2 separate regions of the Mus musculus genome follow, and region 2 is linked to region 1. A link is a contact called in public Hi-C data. All regions are on one chromosome and are shown on one strand. Each heading gives the region's core, a stretch centred on a gene start, on an enhancer-like site or on the middle of the called end of the contact. The rest is flanking DNA. Distances are from core to core; before and after follow the strand shown.

Region 1 (5,504 bases), core at 163-2,662:
ACAGACACTGATAAAAGTTCAAGGCCAGCCTGGACCACAAAGTAAGATGATGTCTCAAAACCAAAAGGAAGAACATCAATTCCATTTCAGTCATCCTGCTCACACCAATAAGAAAAGTCTCATCGCTAGTGTGCTCGCCCACTGTGTGTGTTGGGGGGAGGGTGCACACACCCACACACACTCACTGATTCTCTCTGACTGTGTGTGTGTTCACTTGCTCTGTTTCTCTCTCACTGTGTCTCTGTGTGTGTCTGTCTCTCTTCTCTCTCTTGCTCACTTTCTCTCCTTCTGTCTGTCTTATTATTGGGGATACAGCCTTCCTATTAACTCTTGGGTGCTCCCAGCAGGTGTTCTTTCCAAAAGCCCACACTTCACCTCTGAGCCACACCCCTAGCTCCCACAGTCCACATCTGAGCTATAGCCCTAACTTACAAAGAATGAAAAAAACCCAGAAGCCAACAGCCTCAAGACTGAACTTGGAGTAGAATATTGAAGGACAGCTTTGTGGCATCTTGCCTTGTATGATTTTTTTCCTTCCGGCTAACTTCTTTAATCTGCTCTTGCATTTTTACTTATGGTTTTATAAAACTCTTTGATCACAATTAATTTAGGTTTAAGAAACTTAAAATGCTTTTAAATTGTAAGAGACAAACCATCCCAATGGTAGGTGGCTATGCCAAGGTTAGGGGATGGTAACTCAGTGGCCAGCCTCTGGAAACCTTGCCTTAGCCCATAGTCACAGGGCTAGTCCCTAGGATTCTATCTGGGCTAAAGTCATGTTCCAGACAAGCCATGTTATAGCAGAGGATGCTCAAGGTTGGGATGTGGCAAAAGCCAAGCAAGGAAGTGGATCAACAATGTTGTCATTGATGTTTCTTTCCCATGGATGTGAACACAGCACCCAGAGCACAGACCTCTGAGAAGTCATATCCCACCAAGAGTTACAAAGTTACCCCAAGTATCTCTGCAAGCAGTGGCAGAGGCCTCCCAGCTAAACAGGAGTCGATGAAGATAAAACGAACCAGCCTACAGAGAACCCTGCATCCCCCAGCTGTGCTTAGAGGAGATTTGTTCTAGAAGTTTGCTGGCCTGAGGGGGAAGTGATGTGTGCAGAGCGTGACCTGACTCAGCATAGAAACACTCAAACAACACATTCTACAGCTGCCCGAGAAATTTAACAGTTGCCCAAGAAATAATGAGTTACATGGGAGTTTAAAATAATCCGAGAAAGGCCTTTATTCACAAAAACACAGAAAGGCCTCTAATATAGGCAGCTTATAGAAGAAAACCCCCAAATTTAAAACAGTTCATATGATAAGCAAATTTTGTGTAAGAAAGAGGAAATTATGGGGCTGGAGAAATGGCTCGGATCTTTCAGAGGATGGGAATTTGGTTTCCAGCACCCATATCAGGAGCTTCACCTACACCTGCCTGTAAGCAACTGTCTGTAACTCTAGGCCCAGGGGCTCAGAAGCCATCCATGGGCCTGATTCCCTTTTGTGGGCACCTGCATACATGTCACACACACACACACACACACACACACACACACACACACACACAAACAACAAAAAAGAAGCAGGAATATAAATACACACTTGTTTATAGCAGGTTGAACAGCACAAACTACCTCTGTGTTCCACCTTCCTCCGTGCAGAAAGGAACCCAGGGGAGAGACACAAACCAGAGTGGCCTGTGACACAATGCAGACATGGCCAGGAGACAAAGATAAGAAGAGATAAACTATACTTAGGATCGAATGAATGTCACACACACACACATTACTCACACAAATTCTGAGGGCCACTCAGTGCACTCAGTGTGGTTTCTGGTGTGTGTGTGTGTGTGTGTGTGTGTGTGTGTGTGTGTGTGTACCTGCTCCAATTGTCTCTTAAAAGGGCAACCGAGCTAGGGTGGAGGGCACCCAAGCCTCTAACAAATCTAACATCTGCCCTCGACCTGGGATCGGAGTACCATGCTCCCCATTCACCCCCTGACCAAACTCATGTAGGGTCACAGCAAGCTCTGGGTGGTTAGAAGTCACAGTTTAGATACTGGGTTGCTATGACCCTGTGCTAATTCCCCTTCCCAGATAGGATTGTGTGAAGCCGGGGAAGGGCACTTCAGCAGTTAGGTGAGAAGCCAGTGTGAGGGATAATGGTTTGCCTTTGGTGGCTTTGGAGATGGGACCCTATGCAGCACACCACATTTTCCTCAAGGTAGCAAGGGACAGGTTCTTTTTGGGGTGACTACTGGGGGTGTGGAGCTGGGGGTGGGGGTTGCACAGAGAGCTTACCCTGTGTTTGACTGTCTGGCTCAGCAGTCAGAACCACCAGGAGGAAGATAACGGTATATAATAATAAAATGACAGTTGGTGCTGGTGTGCCAGGCATGGCAGATAGAACTTTAGAAACACTTTACACAACTTATTTTAATGTGCTCGTACACTACCTTGGGCATGGGCAGTAAGCAGCAGATCCATTTCTACCACCTTCCACGGTTGGGGGAACCAAGGCTCTGGGAAAGATCGTGCCTGGGGGGCAAGTGTTACCCAACCCCAAAGCCTGTACTCCTGAGCATGAACGTACCTCTACACAAAAAGGTGGGAACGTGAGGGAACTTGAAGCTAGGGAGACTGAAGACACAGAAGTCATGAGTGCAGAAGATTGGAGACAGGTTATGTCTAGGTCTCTGCAGGGTCACTGGGCAGATGTTGGGACAGATGTTAGCAGCTCACCCATGTATCCTTTCTCCCCCACAAGCAGAAGCCCTGTTTACTCAGGGAAGTGTCGCATCTGTCTAAAAATCACCTTTGCATCTGGCTAAAAAACACAGACCCATGGGATGGGGTAAGCCCCAAGGTGGTGGGGGAGGGGGTGCTGCCTTTACAAAAAGAGCAGAAGTTATGGCATCTGACCTTCCTCCTCCTCTCAACTCTATTTAAATATGAAGATAAAAGCTACTCTCTAAAGAGAACAGGAGAAAAGACAATGAAATGGGCCATTAAGGGTGTACAAGAGTGGCCACAAGTCCCAGGGAAGGCACCACTGGCAGCCTCCAGGACCCACTGGGGCCCTCCAGATCTCAGGGGCAGAACCAGAACCTGTAGGAAGAAGCCACAGGAGGGAAGAAAGCCTCCTAGCCTAGAAGATCCCAAGGCCAAGGCATCCAAAGTTGGTCTCGGCCCGTGTCCAGCGGTGCTGCGCTCCCGTGCCTGCAGAGGCAGAGGCAGTGAGTGAACTTGGTAGAGGTGGAGGGAGGACATTCTGACTTTGACTGGGGCAGCATTTCATGGTCTATCATGCTTCACTCACTCACACCTTTGGAGGTGAGGAAAGAAAGGATCCTGCAACGTGTGCCCAGTTCTGCATGGCATTCGGCGATGGCCTGCAGTGACCTGCAAGGCCACACAAAGGCACTGCCCAACAAAGTTCCCCGCAGTTAAAATGGTTTATAGCTGTGCCCTCCTAGATGGCAGCTGGCAAGCACGTGAAATGCGGCTACCACACCTAGGGATTGAAATGTCTAGTCAACTTAATTAAAATAGCCATGTGTGAGGACTAAAGAGACGACTTAGCTGGTAAAAGTGCTTGACCAGCAGGCATGGGGAGCTGACGTCAACCCTTAGATGAAGGTCAGGTGTTGTGGCAAATGCCTGGGATTCCAGCGAGGGGAAAGCAGAGGCAGGTGGATCCTGGGGCTCCTGGGTCAGCCTGCCTAGCCTATTTAGCACGCTTCGGACCAGTGAGTGAGCCTCCCTCAAAAAATAAGGCAGGGGCTGGAGAGGTGGCTCAGCAGTTAAGAGCACTGACTGCTCTTCCAGAGGTTCTGAGTTCTATTCCCAGCAACCACATGGTGTGTCACCACCATCTGTAATGGGATCTGATGCCCTCTTCTGGTGTGTCTGAAGACAGCTACAATGTACTCACATACATAAAAATAAATAAATATTTTTAAAAAAAAAATAAGGCAGACAACTTGTGAGAAACTGTACTCTGTCTTCCACATGTGCATAGTACATGTATGTCCACACATGTGTGCTCACATGACCAAGCATCTGCTTGTACACACACACGCACACACACACACACACACACACACACACACACTCACACACACATGCTATATGTAGCCAGCAGACATGGCTGCCATCTGTTTTCACCAACAGCCCCCGCCTCTGGTCTCTGCTTCTGTTAATCCTTCTTTTTTACTCCAGCCACACGGGGTTTCCCTGCCTCATTTCCAAGAGCCCACTCTGTTCCAGGCACACTCCCGTAGCGTACCTATGACATGCTTCCCTCTGCACACAGCCTGCTCTTCCCAGACTGCACTCTGACTCGCTCTGTCTCAAGAGCATCCTTAACTGCTTCCTTCAGTGTAGTCCTCCTTGGTCACTGGGCTCCTTCTGTAATGGAGAAGGAAGTCTCGGATCTTCAGACTTTCTTGCCCAAGCCTGGCACACAGTGGGCTCCCCACAAACACGTGCTGAATGTGTTTGGAGGCTGAAGTGGGTTCATAGAGGGTGCCTCTATCCTGGAAGTCTTTTTCCATGGCAAGACGCTTGAGATCTGCACAGTCAACCTGCTTTTGGGGGCTTCTGCATACACCGTGTACTATGGCAGTTGCTGTGACTTCAGACCAGGCAGGAGCTAAGTCAGACCTGACAGACAGGCTGGTTAGTGAGGGAAAGGTGTCTCATGCTGACGGAAGCACACATCTGAAGAACCATGGTCAGGAGAGAAGGCCCCCCTTGGAGGAACTGTGTCTGAACACAAGTTGATGGCACACTAATGTGGGATGGGCCTGGTGGGGTGGGTGACCTGGGGCCACAAAAGGAAAGCTCTAGAAATTCTAGGAACCTGTGATTTCTCCTATAGTGACATCTCTAGAATCCACACAGCGTCTCCTCTGCTTAATCCTAACTTCTCCCACAGTCGTGGAGGACAGGTCTGCATGAAGTCAGACTCACCAGGCACTGTCACAGTCCCCTAAGCTCAACTGTCCACTGTCCACCCAAGAGCTCTCTTGGATGCAGTAGAGGCTGTCAGGTGTTCCTGTCACCCCACCCAAGTCCAAACCCAAACCAGAAGTGGGGTGATTTCTGATCCATGGAAGACTCAGTAAGTGAGTGGGGGAGGTCAGGGTTCAACCATCAGAAGGAAAATCCTGAGGGTCCCCACTGCCTCAGATGAGTCCAGTCCACGTGCTCTGAGGCTCTGAGGCAGTGACCCTGTCACACAAGCTGTCCTGGGTGCCTCTCTTCCCCATCGCACCCTCCCAACTCCTCTCATCTCCGTCCTCAAATTATCTCCTAGATAAACTGCATGCATCAAACCCCCATCTCAGGCTCTGTCTCCTAGAGTACATAGATTAAGGGACCCACCCATCTGAGTGCTTGCCGGAGTGGGCTGGCAATGATAGGGAATCGCTCTGGCTGCAGAGGAAGGAAGACCCAAGAGGAGCCTTTAAGGGGACAGTGAGAGGGGCGGGTAGTGGTATAACTG
Region 2 (5,268 bases), core at 2,191-4,690, 340 kb after region 1:
ACTTTGAGCAGGGGGTGGTGGTGGGGGCTTGTTCCCTCTAGGTCCCTGTGCAGGGGGTAGGGGGGCTTGTTCCCTCTAGGTCCCTTTGGTGGATCTCAGCTGAGGTCCTCAGAATTGGTTTAGAGTTGGTGCTAGAGTTGGTTTATGGCATGCTGTGGCCCATCTCCACAGTTAGGTTGAATATACTTAATATATTTTAAATTATATATTATATAGTTTATGTGTATAAATGTTTATGTGTATAATGTGTGCCAGAAATGGGCACAGAATCCCCTGAAACTTGAGATACAGATAGGTTTGAGCCAAGCAGGTTAAATATATTTGAGAAGTTATAGCTAGGAGGGAAATGTTCCAGCCTTGGAAGGCAAAAAGCAGAGATGGAATAGGTGGAGCCCAGGTGGAGCACTTGCCACCGAATACATGGCCTTTCTGGTTTCTGTCTCCAGCATCACAAAACGATAAATTCACCATGTAGAAAAGTCACCCAAGGAAAGTATGTGGCCTTGGGCAGCATCTCATACACTTGGACCTGAGGTTTCTTTTTTTTTTTGGTTTTTCGAGACAGGGTTTCTCTGTGTAGCCCTGGCTGTCCTGGAACTCACTTTGTAGACCAGGCTGGTCTCGAACTCAGAAATCCGCCTGCTTCTGCCTCCCAAGTGCTGGGATTAAAGGCATGCGCCACCACACCTGGCCTCTGAGTTTTCTTATTTGTACCGAAATGAGGGAACAAGAGCAGACAAACTTGTGGATACTTCTTTTCTTTGAGGCTGACCATTACAGCCTTTGGGCAAAGTGCCCTAGGTTTTTAGTATTTCAACATGGCTAAAAACTAGCCAGGTGGGAAAATCAAGAGGACACTGGGCAAGAGGCATGGCTCCGTGGATAAAGTGCTTGCTTGTTTAAAAGCACAAAGACCTGAATTCAGATCCTAGCTTATATGAAAGTTGGGTGTAATGGTAAGTGCATTTGTAATGCCAGAGTTGGGGGCATGGAGACAGATTGCTCTCAAGAGCTCACCAACAAACAGCTTAGCCCACTTAACTCCAGGTTTAATGAAAGACCCTGCCTGGAAGAAGAAGAGTGGGATAGAGGAGGTCCTTGAGGCTGGCTTCTGGCTTGCATACTCATGCACACAGAGATACAGGCAGACGGATACAGTTCTGGCTTGCATACTCATGCACACAGAGATACAGGCAGACGGACACAGGTGAATGCCCCTCCTACACATGAACATGCATACACAACACATACACAGGCAGTATTAAGTTGCTTGTGAATTTTTACGGTTTTCTACAGATTTGGTGTGCCTGAAAGAGGGGAAAAGTTGGTGTCTACAAGCATTTGTATTTAAGAGGGGCTTAGAAAAAATGACTTTTAGTCAACACCCTGTCAGTGGTCAACCCTTTACCATAGTCGATGGTTACTGTGAATCCCCTGCCCATCTTTGCAGAGGGTAAATATTTCCATATTCTTCTGAACTCCTTCCTTAAGTCAGCTGAGCTCCTTGTACGTAATTATTGGCTAACTTCAATTCCTGTGTCTCCATTAGCCTGTCACTGTGATCTGCAATCTGTAGAAAGTCTGACACATAGGTGAAGGAGATAATTCTGTTTTCATTTAAATTTACTTTTACTAATGCAACTGTGTATGTGTGCCTGTATGACTCTGAGCCCCACGTACCCTTAGAGACCAGAGGGTGTTGATAGGATCCCCTGGGACCAGAGTTAGAGGTGTTTCTGAGTAGTTACCTGATGTGGGCACTGGGAATCAAATCTGGTCCTATGGAAGAGGGGACCATGCTCTTAACTGCAGAGCTGTTTCTCCAGCCTGAACAATTCCACTTCCACTTAAAACCTACCACTCTAGTTTTTAGTTTGTCAGGAGAGATGAGCGGAGGAAGGGGGAAGTGCCCCTGTACTTGCCTATGTGCCCTTTCTCTTAACCTAGTGTCCTGGCCACCACTGCACAGAAAAGGGACGTCCACAGCTAGGATGGAGACAAAAGCCAAAGTCAGCTGTGTTCCAGGTCTTGTTAAGTCTTTGTCTTTAAGGCCACCAGAGCCCCTAATCCTCAGGAGGATGTATTGTTTGGAAACTCTTTGAAGTAAGGTCAGGGTTAGAGGGAGTTCTCAGAGGCCCTTGGCATATCTTAAAGCTGCAGACTTCCCCAGTGGCTGTGTAAGGTGAACCTGTAGCTACCCTGTAGCAAGGACAGTGGGAGGCCTAGATATTTTTCTGTGCCTCCCCCCCCCCCCCAGCCTGGTCCCAAGCATTGGTGACTCTGGACAGAAGCCATCCTTCTTTCTAAGGTGGTAATGAGGCCATGCTGCTCTGAAAGGGTGGAGTTTGGGCTGCCGGGTCCCTGCATGGAAACTGGGGTGGAAAGAGGTGGCATGTCTTCTTCATATGCAAGGTGAGGGTGGCTTTAGTTTCTTGTTTGTGCTACCATAGTGCCATTACAAGGCTTTCTTGACGTGTTCCACCCTGGAGGCGAGTTTACAGCATCTTAGGAATAGAGGTGGGCAAAGCTGGGACCACATTCAGATCAATCCCACAGGGTGTTGTGGGGGTAGATGAAATACAGTAAATTAGCACCTATATATTAGTACCAAACTCAGATGGGCATGGCAATTCACACCTGTAGTCCTAGCACTTGATGCTAAGGCAGGAGGATAGCCATGAGTTTCAGGCTATTCTGAACCACAAGCCTATATAGAATGAGTTCCAGGCCAACCTGGGCTGTGAAACCTTGTCACCCAAACAAACAAATAAACAACAAGATAAAAACAAAACACAACACTTGGGAGGCAGAGGCAGGCGAATTTCTGAGTTCGAGGCCAGCCTGGTCTACAGAGTGAGTTCCAGGGCTATACAGAGAAACCCTGTCTCAAAAAAACTAAAAAAAAAAAAACCCAAAAAACAAAAACCACAAGGCCATAAAGGTGGCTTAGAGGGTGAAAGAGCTTGCTGCACACATCTGTCCATCTGAGTTCAGGTCTCAGAATAATGAGGAAGGAGAGAACTGACACGGCAGGGTGTGCTTGTGTGCACACACACACCACCACCACCAGCAACAAGACAACAAAGTAAAATCAAACTGTATGCTCTGGACTGCTGCTGTACCACAGGAGGGAGAGTGCTGGTGTGTGCACTCACAGGGCAGTGTGTCTGTGAGGACCTCAGGAATGCCTCTTGGCTCTACAAGCCAGGCTTCAGGGCTGCTTTCTGTCACCCGGACCCCAAATGTTCAACTTGAAGTTAGCCATCAACACAGAGGCCGAAAGAAGTGGTGCTTCTCTCGCGGGGGGGGGGGGGCGGGGGGGGGCCGAGGGCCCTGGCCTGGCAGCTGCAGGGAGACGCTGCTGAGCACCCCCAGTCTCCTCAGCTGAGGGAGAGGCGCCAGAAGTGATTCCTACAGAGACAGAGGTGGGAACGCTTGGAAACAGTTATTACTCATGGCCCACAGCTGTGCTCACCATCGCCCGGAAATGCTTCAACACTGGCCTGGCTTCCTCTAAAAGGCATGGTTTCTCCGAGCGCTGCACTCAGCTCTGAAGTGCACATTAGAACTTAGCACTCTGTGGAGCCAACATTTCCCAGTGTAAGAGCTTTGTCGATATTCGAAAAAATGACTGCTTCCATTTGGCTCTTTGGACAGGATAAGGACCTTCAGAGCCCCAAAGAAAGGAAGTGTCTGGTAGTTCATGCACACTTATGTCCCAGGCTCTAGGTCAGCTCTGTGTACTTCAGAGATGCAGCCTCTACCATTTGGTAAATTTGTGCTCAGGGCTCCCCTGCTGTTGGGGAGTTTGAATCCACTGGCAAAGACCAAAGACTTAGACTCAATTCAAATTTAGATGAACTGAATTTATTCTTACTGCCAGCAGGATGGCAGCCTTAGAGCCAAAGGGTGCTAAAGGAAGGGTTCATAATGGTGGGCATCACAGTTACCTCCTGCTCATTGGAATCCACAGCTGGGCAAGAAAATTGCTTCATGGCCCTCAGTTCTTCTCAGCTCCATTGTACAGCAGTAAAGAGACCATTTCATCCTGCCCACAGCTAAGGTGGGTTTACAAAAGCCACAGCACGGAGTTAGTTCACAGCAGCAACACCATCTTCAGGCCCCTAGGATCTCTCATGCATCTCAGGACAAAAAGGTCAATGACTACTTAAGGGGTGCCCGGTACAGCCTTAAGTTCCTTAGCCACCATAGGGGAGTCATGTATACATTGTCATACAAACTAAACCACCCCGGGAAAATGGAAAGAAGTGACATTAATGACTGGGATGGAATGGTTTCTCCCTGGGCAAGCAATAACACAGTGCCATCAGGTCGGGCTGGCCGTCACATTCCCACAATATTAAGCACTAACGCAAGGACCATAGACACAGCTTTTGTTGTGTCCTATCCTCCACCCACTTTATTTCTGAGACAGGATCTTATCTAGTCCAGGCTGACTCACACTCACTAAATAGCTGAGGCTTGCCTTTACCATGCGTCTTTCCTCTGCCTCTGTCATGCTATAAATTAGAGGTGTATGATACCAGGCCTGGGTCAAAATTCCACATGATTTCTGGGTTGTTGGTGGTTGTTTTTTTGTTTGTTTGTATTGTTTGTTTTAAACAAAGCATTGATGTTTAAGCCAAGTTCATGTCAGGCAAACACTCCACAGTGGGGTACCTCCCAAGCCCTGTGATCCAGGGAAGACAGCAGGGGAGTGAACAGTTACTGCGTGTGCCAAGTGGAGCAAGAGAAGTGTGTGGCAGGGCTATGATGTGCTAAGTCAGTGGATCCAGCAGAGACTCTGAGTTCGGCCGCTCTCTTAGCACGTGCTTGCTCCCTCCAGTTCCTGTACTTACAGCTTTGCAGCGCTAGTGCTGGAAGCAACTGGAAGCTGCAGCCACCGCAAGGCACTTTCTCATTTACCTTCCTGTCTCCCACGCTTCAGAGGACTGGAAGGAACCCTTCCTCACAAAGTGCAGTGCCCCCCCCCACCAGGGATAGCCTGGATTGGGGACCCCAACTAAAGGGATGGGTGACTTGGAGTCTAAAGTCATCAGTGATGTTCTGATGATTTGTTTCTATAGTGTGCATTGTGATGTTCCCTTTCCTCCAATTACAGTCCATGTTCTGGACTGCATGACAGACAGACATGAGCTACCATCTGAGAGAGGAGGGGCTGCCACCTCCATTGGTCTTGACCTCTAGTCAAAACTGTGGGTGTTAGGGCTCCTGCATGGTGTTGTGGTAGGAATTTGAAGGGGGATA

What was found. A called contact is a pair of places that touch in the nucleus more often than the background predicts.
Region 2: a Hi-C map of the G1E-ER4 cell line shows a contact between it and region 1, with 3 times the contacts expected there. The contact joins two enhancer-like sites. A contact is called at or near these places in 2 of 484 Hi-C or Micro-C datasets (both in the G1E-ER4 cell line) and 1 of 115 datasets of contacts at active chromatin or transcription factors (heart atrium).

Annotation. Positions count from the first base shown.
Region 1 is chr2:163,357,764-163,363,267 of GRCm38.p6, forward strand. The region is part of intron 2 of Jph2 (junctophilin 2); the gene reads right to left. All of the region lies in intron 1 of Gm35750 (a long non-coding RNA gene), which reads left to right. Among named protein-coding and RNA genes, the nearest start is that of Gm35750, 4.2 kb to the left of the region's middle. RefSeq lists an enhancer at 4,690-5,504. Within about 2 kb of position 1,413, at least 6 of the 459 cell types and tissues checked have an H3K27ac peak or open chromatin away from gene starts, as enhancers often do. A contact at or near this core is called in the G1E-ER4 cell line and heart atrium, where this site is marked.
Region 2 is chr2:163,694,796-163,700,063 of GRCm38.p6, forward strand. All of the region lies in intron 1 of Pkig (protein kinase inhibitor, gamma), which reads left to right. Among named protein-coding and RNA genes, the nearest start is that of Gm16316, 5.3 kb to the left of the region's middle. Within about 2 kb of position 3,441, at least 152 of the 459 cell types and tissues checked have an H3K27ac peak or open chromatin away from gene starts, as enhancers often do. A contact at or near this core is called in the G1E-ER4 cell line and heart atrium, where this site is marked.